Regions from separate parts of the Mus musculus genome. Here region 1 is linked to region 2. A link is a contact called in public HiChIP or PLAC-seq data. All regions are on one chromosome and are shown on one strand. Each heading gives the region's core, a stretch centred on a gene start, on an enhancer-like site or on the middle of the called end of the contact. The rest is flanking DNA. Distances are from core to core; before and after follow the strand shown.

The links. HiChIP or PLAC-seq counts read pairs in DNA pulled down with a chosen protein or histone mark.
Region 1: an H3K4me3 HiChIP or PLAC-seq map of bone marrow-derived macrophages shows a contact between it and region 2, with 2.5 times the contacts expected there. The contact joins two enhancer-like sites. A contact is called at or near these places in 1 of 15 datasets of contacts at CTCF or cohesin (the NIH/3T3 cell line), 2 of 484 Hi-C or Micro-C datasets (cortical neurons and muscle stem cells), 4 of 115 datasets of contacts at active chromatin or transcription factors (bone marrow-derived macrophages, embryonic stem cells, pancreatic cancer cells and 1 more) and 1 of 9 other capture datasets (embryonic stem cells).

Annotation. Positions count from the first base shown.
Region 1 is chr16:21,356,754-21,360,883 of GRCm38.p6, reverse strand. No RefSeq gene overlaps it. Among named protein-coding and RNA genes, the nearest start is that of Gm36224, 33 kb to the left of the region's middle. Within about 2 kb of position 2,258, at least 60 of the 459 cell types and tissues checked have an H3K27ac peak or open chromatin away from gene starts, as enhancers often do. A contact at or near this core is called in bone marrow-derived macrophages, where this site is marked.
Region 2 is chr16:21,277,188-21,280,788 of GRCm38.p6, reverse strand. It overlaps Gm16863 (predicted gene, 16863), which reads left to right. Exons shown (of 5, transcript NR_046162.1): 3 at 1-244. Among named protein-coding and RNA genes, the nearest start is that of Gm16863, 18 kb to the left of the region's middle. Within about 2 kb of position 1,793, at least 6 of the 459 cell types and tissues checked have an H3K27ac peak or open chromatin away from gene starts, as enhancers often do. A contact at or near this core is called in bone marrow-derived macrophages, where this site is marked.

The sequences.
Region 1 (4,130 bases), core at 1,009-3,508, 80 kb before region 2:
AGGGAAATTGCAGTGCAGACACCCAGACCTTTGGATGGGAGCTCCGTCCTCTGAGGAGCCATTTAGTCCAGAGTCAGTGCTGGGTTCTGACCAGACACGCCTCTCCTTCCTGGGTCTCTGCTGTGGTCCTTTGGTTGTTAGAGAAGGTGTCTTGGGTTTGCTTTTGATTGGAGATGGGAGGGACCAACTAGGGCTCACATCCGTGCATGAGAAAATGAGGCCTGGAGAGTTTGAGCCTTGCTTAGGCTCGGGGGCAGTGTGCTGGTCCTGATGCAGACTCTAGGGTCTTCCTGGGTACCAGCATCCATTTTGATTCACTAGGAAATAACGATGGTGTCTACTACCATTTGCTGATAAAGTGGGGAGACAGAGGATGCTCTGGCCACTCCTTCCAGGCTGAGGCACATCTCCATCCATGCGTTCAAGTTCAGGGCTGTTGCTTTATGGATCTAGTACTTTTTGCTGAGATTTTCATTCATTTCGAGGAATCCAGAGACAGAATATGACAGGATCCTTAACAGTACCCAAGATCAATGGTTTGCTGGAGTTATAGCCCAGCAATCAGGGATACAGAAGAGGAAAAAATGCTCTGAGGAAATGGAGAAGACTTCTGGATGCAGTGACATCTAGGTGGGTCCTGAAGGGTAGATACGAGTTTGCTAGAGAAGGTTGTGAATGAAAGAGATGAAGTAAACGTAGGGAAAAAGTATATGAAAGAGCCGGTTGGAAAAGTTTTGTGTATTTGGAAATAACAAATAGTTTGACAGGCTAGAGAGACAGCTCAGCAGTTCAAGAATGCTTGCTTCACTTCCAGGGGACAGAGGCTTGGCTCCCAACGTGTTGGGTGGCTCAGAACGTCCCACCTCCAGCTCCAGGGAAGCCAATGCCCTCTTCTGAACTCTGTGGGCACCTGAACACCTACACCTGAACACCTGAACCGCCTAGGTACGCAGACAGACACATACATACACATTCATAAAAATAAATATAAAACAGATCAACCCAAATAGTTTGAGAAGGCATAGACGAATGAACTGAGAGGGGCAGGGTTGAGACCAACCCAAGGAAGGCTATTCAAGGAAGATGCCAGTCAGGCATGGATCTGAGGTTCTCGCAGCTTCTGCACTGTGTGTAACTTCTAATTTGCATATCTCTCCCCACACACTCCTCATTGCTCCCTCTCCCAACCTTGAGTCGGGTTTCCTGAGATGTTGGTACTGCCAGCTGTGGCCACCAGTGTAAGCTCTGTCTGCCCTCCACACTCCTTGGCCACACCTCTCACTGTGTGGCTGTTATGGAGTCTTCTTGCGCTGATATGCAGAGTCATGCTGTGTTGGGTGGCAGGTTCAGAGAAGCTGGGGCACAGGACTACAGAAATCCCTCTCCTCTCCTCTCCTCTCCTCTCCTCTCCTCTCCTCTCCTCTCCTCTCCTCTCCTCTCCTCTCCTCTCCTCTCCTCTCCTCTCCTCTCCTGGTCTGTCCCAGCTCCTGCCCTACCAGCTCCCTTAGCTTATACTCCAGGATGTCTTCAAACTCCCTCTCAGGACAGCAACTCTCCCGATTTCTGGTTAGTGGCTTTGCCACCCCTGCTCTGGGATCCTGGAATATAGGAGCATGCTTCCTTTTGTCTAACAAGGAAAGGTGGATTCTCGGACAGAGGACAGAGGTGTATTTTGGGAGTTACGGGTCTGTGTAACCTTTGACTGACCACTTCTCCTATCTACAATAGTCTCACCTATAAAATGGGGACATCAGGCCTCTCTGTGCAGGGATCACACATGCCAATCAAGGCACGGTTAGATTGGTGAGAGACTCAAGCAGGACACATTTCACTGTTTCCTCTGAGACGGGACACCTTAGCTTCCAGATTAAAAAACAAAACAAAACAACAACAACAACAAAAACACAAAGGCAAAACAAAGCAGTGTCCCTGCTGAAGCTCCACACTGTGTGGCAATGACTCAGGAGAAAGGGGAAGGTGGCCCCCACCCCTATGGGCCAGTGGAGTCTCTACCAGTGGGAGGAGGAGACCAGCCAGCACTCCTCTTCCAAAAAGAAGGAAAGGCTACAATGTGGGCTGTCCCTTGAAAGCCTCAGACAGGTGACTGTTACTGACCTGGTCTAGGATGATCAGGTGAAGTCTTCACCCGAAGGCAGGCAGGCGGGCGGGGTGGGGGTGGGGCAGCGGGCAGACCCGTGGCTGTGGAGCTGGTTGGTGGAGTTGGCTCACGGAAGAGTATTTTGTATCTGGAATGACTAATGAATGAGCTGTCTCCACTGTGGGAGAATTATGCCACTTAAGCAAAACCCGTTCGAGCTGTGCGTCTCTGAGATAGCGAATAGGAAATGCCTGTCAGGCTGATGCTTCAAAGCCAAATATACCGTCCACGCAGCTCTTGCTGTCTGTTTGCTAAGTTTACTTTATGCAAAATATAACTCAGATGAAAATATGTAGATGGCACTGAGCTAGCTCCCTCCCCCAGAGAAACAGGAAGATGGGGAGAGGAGTGGTCCCCAGACAGCCTGTGGATCTCAGGGAGGAGCAACTAGGGCCCTGCAACATGGACAAGCTCTAGGGGAGATGTGGGGAGCTGGGTTCCACTCCTGCTCGGTTCCCCCTGTGGTTTCAGGTCTATGCCCTAGATATGGGGAACTGGACTAGGTCACATCTTCTTGCACCCCACCGCACACAGGACACAACAGAGGCAGGGGTGTCTATTGGAAGAGCACCCCTCCTCACTCAGCACGCTGGCCCCATCTCTTTCATGCATTTGAATTGTTGAGAGAGCTGGGCATAAAGATAAGATCTTGATAGAGACAACATGGATTTCTTAGTCCATGTTGCAGAGGATGTTTTGGGGCACGGAGCAAGGAATAAATGCAGGCCCCTGGCAGAGAGTCTAGACAGTTATCCTGAGCTCTGGTGGCAGCTCACCTCTTTTCCCATCTCCCCCCTCACACAGGGGTTCTGACCTTCATAGGGGAAGACATTTAGGTTTGTTCTTTGAGGAAAGAGCTGGGCTAAGGTGCCTGGGGCTTCCACGAAGATCTGGAGATTAGAACTGAGCTAAGCATCCAGGGAAGGTATGTAAAGGTAAGGTTGAGGTGGCTCAGCTGTCTGAGAGCTCCCTGGGTTACTTTGCTGGTTACTGAAATAGGCACCCCGCTGAGCTGTCATGATGTTAGAAGTCCCAACAGATAAAACACACTGAGTACACTGAACCTTTCTGAGCCTTGGCCCTAGTCTAAAATGGGGACAGCGTTTGCCAATCTTATCAGAACAGAGGTGACATGCAGCACGCCTGCCACGGTACAACATACACTTTATCTCCCTCCTAATGGAAGCAGTGTGTCTCGGGGCTTACAGAAGAGTTCTTGCAGGGTGGGCATCCCATGAGCTGAGGCTAGGTTTTGGGCCCTTTAACCATTTCATTGACACTTTAGGTCACTGACAGTCCTCCATTTAACCCTGTGTGTTCCTCATAAAGAACATAAGGAAGGGTTGGAGAGTCAGCTCAGTCAGTAGAGTACTTAATATACAAACACAAGGACCCAAGAACCTGCAGGACCCATGATTTTGAGAGGGAGGGAGAGAGAGAGAGAGAGAGAGAGAGAGAGAGAGAGAGAGAGAGAGAGAGAGAGAGAGAGAGAATGAATATGGGAAGTCTGACGTCTCCTCTGTAAGAGTTTGGGACACTGGAGTGGGGTGGGAAGTAGGTAGGGGGCCACTGTAGTACAAAGAATCACAGGAAATGGCAAAAAACAAACAAAACCAAAATAGGTACAAGGTGATTGGTGGTCAGTCTGGGTGCAAAGTGTAGCTGGAGCTCAGCCCCTATGCTTGTCTTGCATGTGGAACCCCAGTGCCTGGGGCAATCTGAATAAAGTCCCATTTCAAGAGATGCTGGAGGGAAGGCAAGACCGTGTCCCTTGCGGGGGGGGGGGGGGGGTAGGCTAGGCAGGATGTCCCTTGGGGAGGGGGATGGGCTTGGCAGGGCTCGGGATTGTAGACAGGCTGAGTCTTAGGAGATCACACAGCACAAAGGGCAGAACAAGTAACCAGAAAACTACAGGATTTGGGGAGGTCACTGAAAGGCTGGCTCCTCAGGGTAAAAGGAGCAAGACTCTGAC
Region 2 (3,601 bases), core at 544-3,043:
CTACAAACCCCATTGGCCATCTCCTGGGCACAGTCACTACCTCTGTCAGCACCCTATGACAGACTCCTTGGCCAGCAAGTGAGGAGGAATGCACGGAAGGCCCAGAGCCGCAGAGCTGAAAGTGAACACCTGTATCTGGATGCAGCTGCGTTCCTGCATACCTCCGCTGTGGGCAGGATGGTGGCCACGACATGGTGGCCGCAGGGACTACTAACTGGTTACTCATGTCAGCTCTTCTTCAGAGGTAAGGGACTCTGGTTCAACTGCCACACAAGGCCCCTGAGTGCAGATAGGGCCTACCACCATGAGCTGCAGGGGCTAGCCAAAGCACTCAGTATGCAAAAACACAGGAGGAGAAGGGAGTGCTCAGGCCTGCTGGAAAGTCCCTAATGCTACCAATGGAAAGGACCATCCTTGTAGTGTTGAGAATGGGCTTATTTATGTCATATCACATGACTGGCTGAGTGGTGCTCACATAGGTGTTAGTCCCACTATGTGCTTTACCATGTTCCTCAAAGCCCTGCTCACTCAGAAGTACCTTTCAACAACTCTTAAGGTCCTGGCCAACCCCCATCCACCACCCATTACGTCAGAGCCCTGGGCTGGTCAAGTGTCTACAAAGTCTCTCTGGCAGCTTCTGGAACCTCTACACTCCCAAACCCCACTCTTGCCCTTGTGTGTGTGGGTGGGTGGGTGATCCTCACTTAGCAAGTCCTCATCCTAGAGATGCAGGAATCCATCGGCATCCACTGGCCCCAGGAGCAAAATAGGAGCTGCTCCATTAGAACCCTGTCACCTTGTCCCCAGGCTTCCTTCAGAGGCCTTGCTCCAAGACAAAAATCACACGGAAAACACAAACCCCAAGCAACCACTTGAAAGACTGGCATCAAAAAGATGAATGGGAGAAGTTTTTGTCTTATCAGAGTTCCTGATATAAATAAGTGGGAGTCAGTGCAGGGTGAAGCCCTTAGCTGGGCCTTGAAAGCTTTGAAGGCATTTAGACAGAGTGTTACCCCAGGAACTCTGCTGGCCTTCCTTACCCACTGTCAAAGTCATTGACAGCTCTGTGTTACTTTAATACAGGCAGCTAGGAAGGTAGAAATGGCTGTGTGCCCCAGGGCAATGTGGACAGGGCAGAGGAGGGTCAGAGTGTCCCCACACTGTCACCATACCACAACCCATTTCTCAGAGCCTGTGGGATCCCAGCATACAGGGGCTTCAATCTTCCTACACTATGGCTTACAGGAAATCAACATCGGGGCTGTGCACATGCCAGGGAGAGCGGTGTGTTTCAGGCTCAAAGAATAATGCTAGTCAAGACCACCTCTCCTGGGGCTGGAGAGATGGCTCAGCAGTTAAGAGCACTGGCTGTTCTTCAGAGAATTCAGGTTCAATTCCCAACACCCACATGACAGCTCTCAACTGTCTGCAACTCCTGTTTCAGGGGGGATCCAACACCCTTACACAGACATACATGCAGCCAAAACACCAACGTACATAAAAATAAGCGATATTTTTGTTGGTTTTGTTTGTTTGTTTTGTTTTTGTTTTTGTTTTTGAGTCATGGTTTCTCTGTATAGCCCTGGCTGTCCTGGAACTCACTCTATAGACCAGGCTGGCCTTGAACTCAGAAATTTGCCTGTCTCTGTCTCCCAAGTCCTGGGATTAAAGGCATATGCCACCACTGCCTGGCTTATAAATGATTTTTTTTTTAAAGCATTCCGAGGAACCCACAGGAAGTCAGAGGTCAGAGCCAGTCAGTTGGGAGGGAGTGTCAGCATTTTTCTGCCTTAGTCTGCCATCTCAGCCCCTTCTACTTCCTCTTCCACGGAAAGGTACATCTTGAGATTTGACTCTAGCCATATAGTACCTGGTCCCCCAACCCTGGCTGGTCATGTGGATTATCTAGCCAGAGGCCCCCCAGCCATGAGGACCCAGTAACAGGTCCCTCTGCCTCCCACCTCCTGCTATTATCCTGGGAACTTGCCTAAACCTAGGGCATCCCTACATCCTTAAGTTTCATCTCCTGTGCCCCAGACCTCCAGGGATCGCCTCTCCCTCTCAGCCACCCACCCGTATGGCTCAGCAGTTAGATAAAGCATATGTCACTCTCACAGAGGACCAGAATGTGGTTCCCAGCACCTACATCAGGCAGCTCACAATTGTCAGGAAGTCCCGCTCCAGGGGACCTGATGCCCTCTTTTGACCTCCTTGGGTACTGCATTCGTGGATGTAAAACCACACGTATACACGCAATTAAAAATAAAACGAATCTTTTTCTAAGAAAAGATCTTTGTGTTGGTTGGGTTGCACTGGGCTCTTCTGTTTGTTTTCTTTTTGGAGCCAGGGCCTCATGGTGTAGCCCAGGTTGGCTCAAACTCCATAACCTCCTGCTTCAGTGTCCTGCAAGGGCAACATTATAGATTTGTGATATCATACACACTGGACACCTACACAATCTTAAATACCAGCATCCCCTTTGTAGGCCAGAACCTAATTCCCTTCTTTTCATGAAGCCGGTCTCCATTCACAGATCTCTCCTATTCTCTTTCATTCAGCTACGGAACCAAGTGCCGACCTCAGACGCTGCCAAGCTGTCCTTTTTCCCTGGCTCTCCTTTCTCCTCCAGTGATGTGTTGGGATCTGGCACCTCCATTCCCACGGCCCCGTGCCCTGCCTTCCCCAGCCCTGGAGGACCCAGTCATCTGCTTTCCCCATCACGATTTCCAGGCTACTGGAAGGCACAGGAAAACCAACCAACCGTGCAAACTGGTGCCACCCCAGATTTATGGTCCCTGACTTCAGCCTGGCCTCCAGGCCCCAGTGGTCAGCCTCTGTTCTAAACCTTCACCACCCGCTCAGCTTCCTGGTGGCCCCCTCTCTCACCTATAATTGGCAGGGAAAATAGAAAACCTGAGGCCAGAGGTGCCCCTGCCTCCGGCTGTATAGCTCCGCCCCTCCTATTTGATGCCCCATTTCCTCTCAGCCACTGACCCCCCCACCTCCCCAATCCCCCCACACCCCACACACATACCCGGTCTCTGACTGAGATAACAGCCTCTGCTGTAGCGCTTCCCCACCTCCCCACCCCCCGCCCCCGGTCTCTCTACACAGGCTACTTGTGCACAGGCTTCTAGTATGCTCCTTGCTTCTATAAGGCTCCTCAGGGTTCTGTCTTGGTTTTCTTATCTTGCCCACCTCCCCAAATAGTCTCATGTACCCATGAGCTCTTGCTCTTTTTTGTCCTTCCTCTCTCTCTCTCTCTCTCTCTCCCTCTTTCTTTTCTGACGAGGTATGACAAGATATGTAGCCCAGATTGGTCTTGGATTCAAGATCCTACTGCCTCAGCCTAGTGAACGCTGGAATTTCAGAGCCGTGCCACCATCATGCCTGGACACACACAAGCACACACACAGAGAGCTTAGCTTCTTGCTCCAGTCTGCTATGTGGATCCAAGTCAATGTGCCATGTCCTGGTGTCCTGGATGTTGACCTGTCTGCCTTGTGAGCTCCTCCAAAGCTTTCTTCCCAGCTAGGCCTTTTTCTGGGCCTCTCTTCGTCGCTACTTTGGTTACAACATTCCCATCCACCTTGTTCCCAAG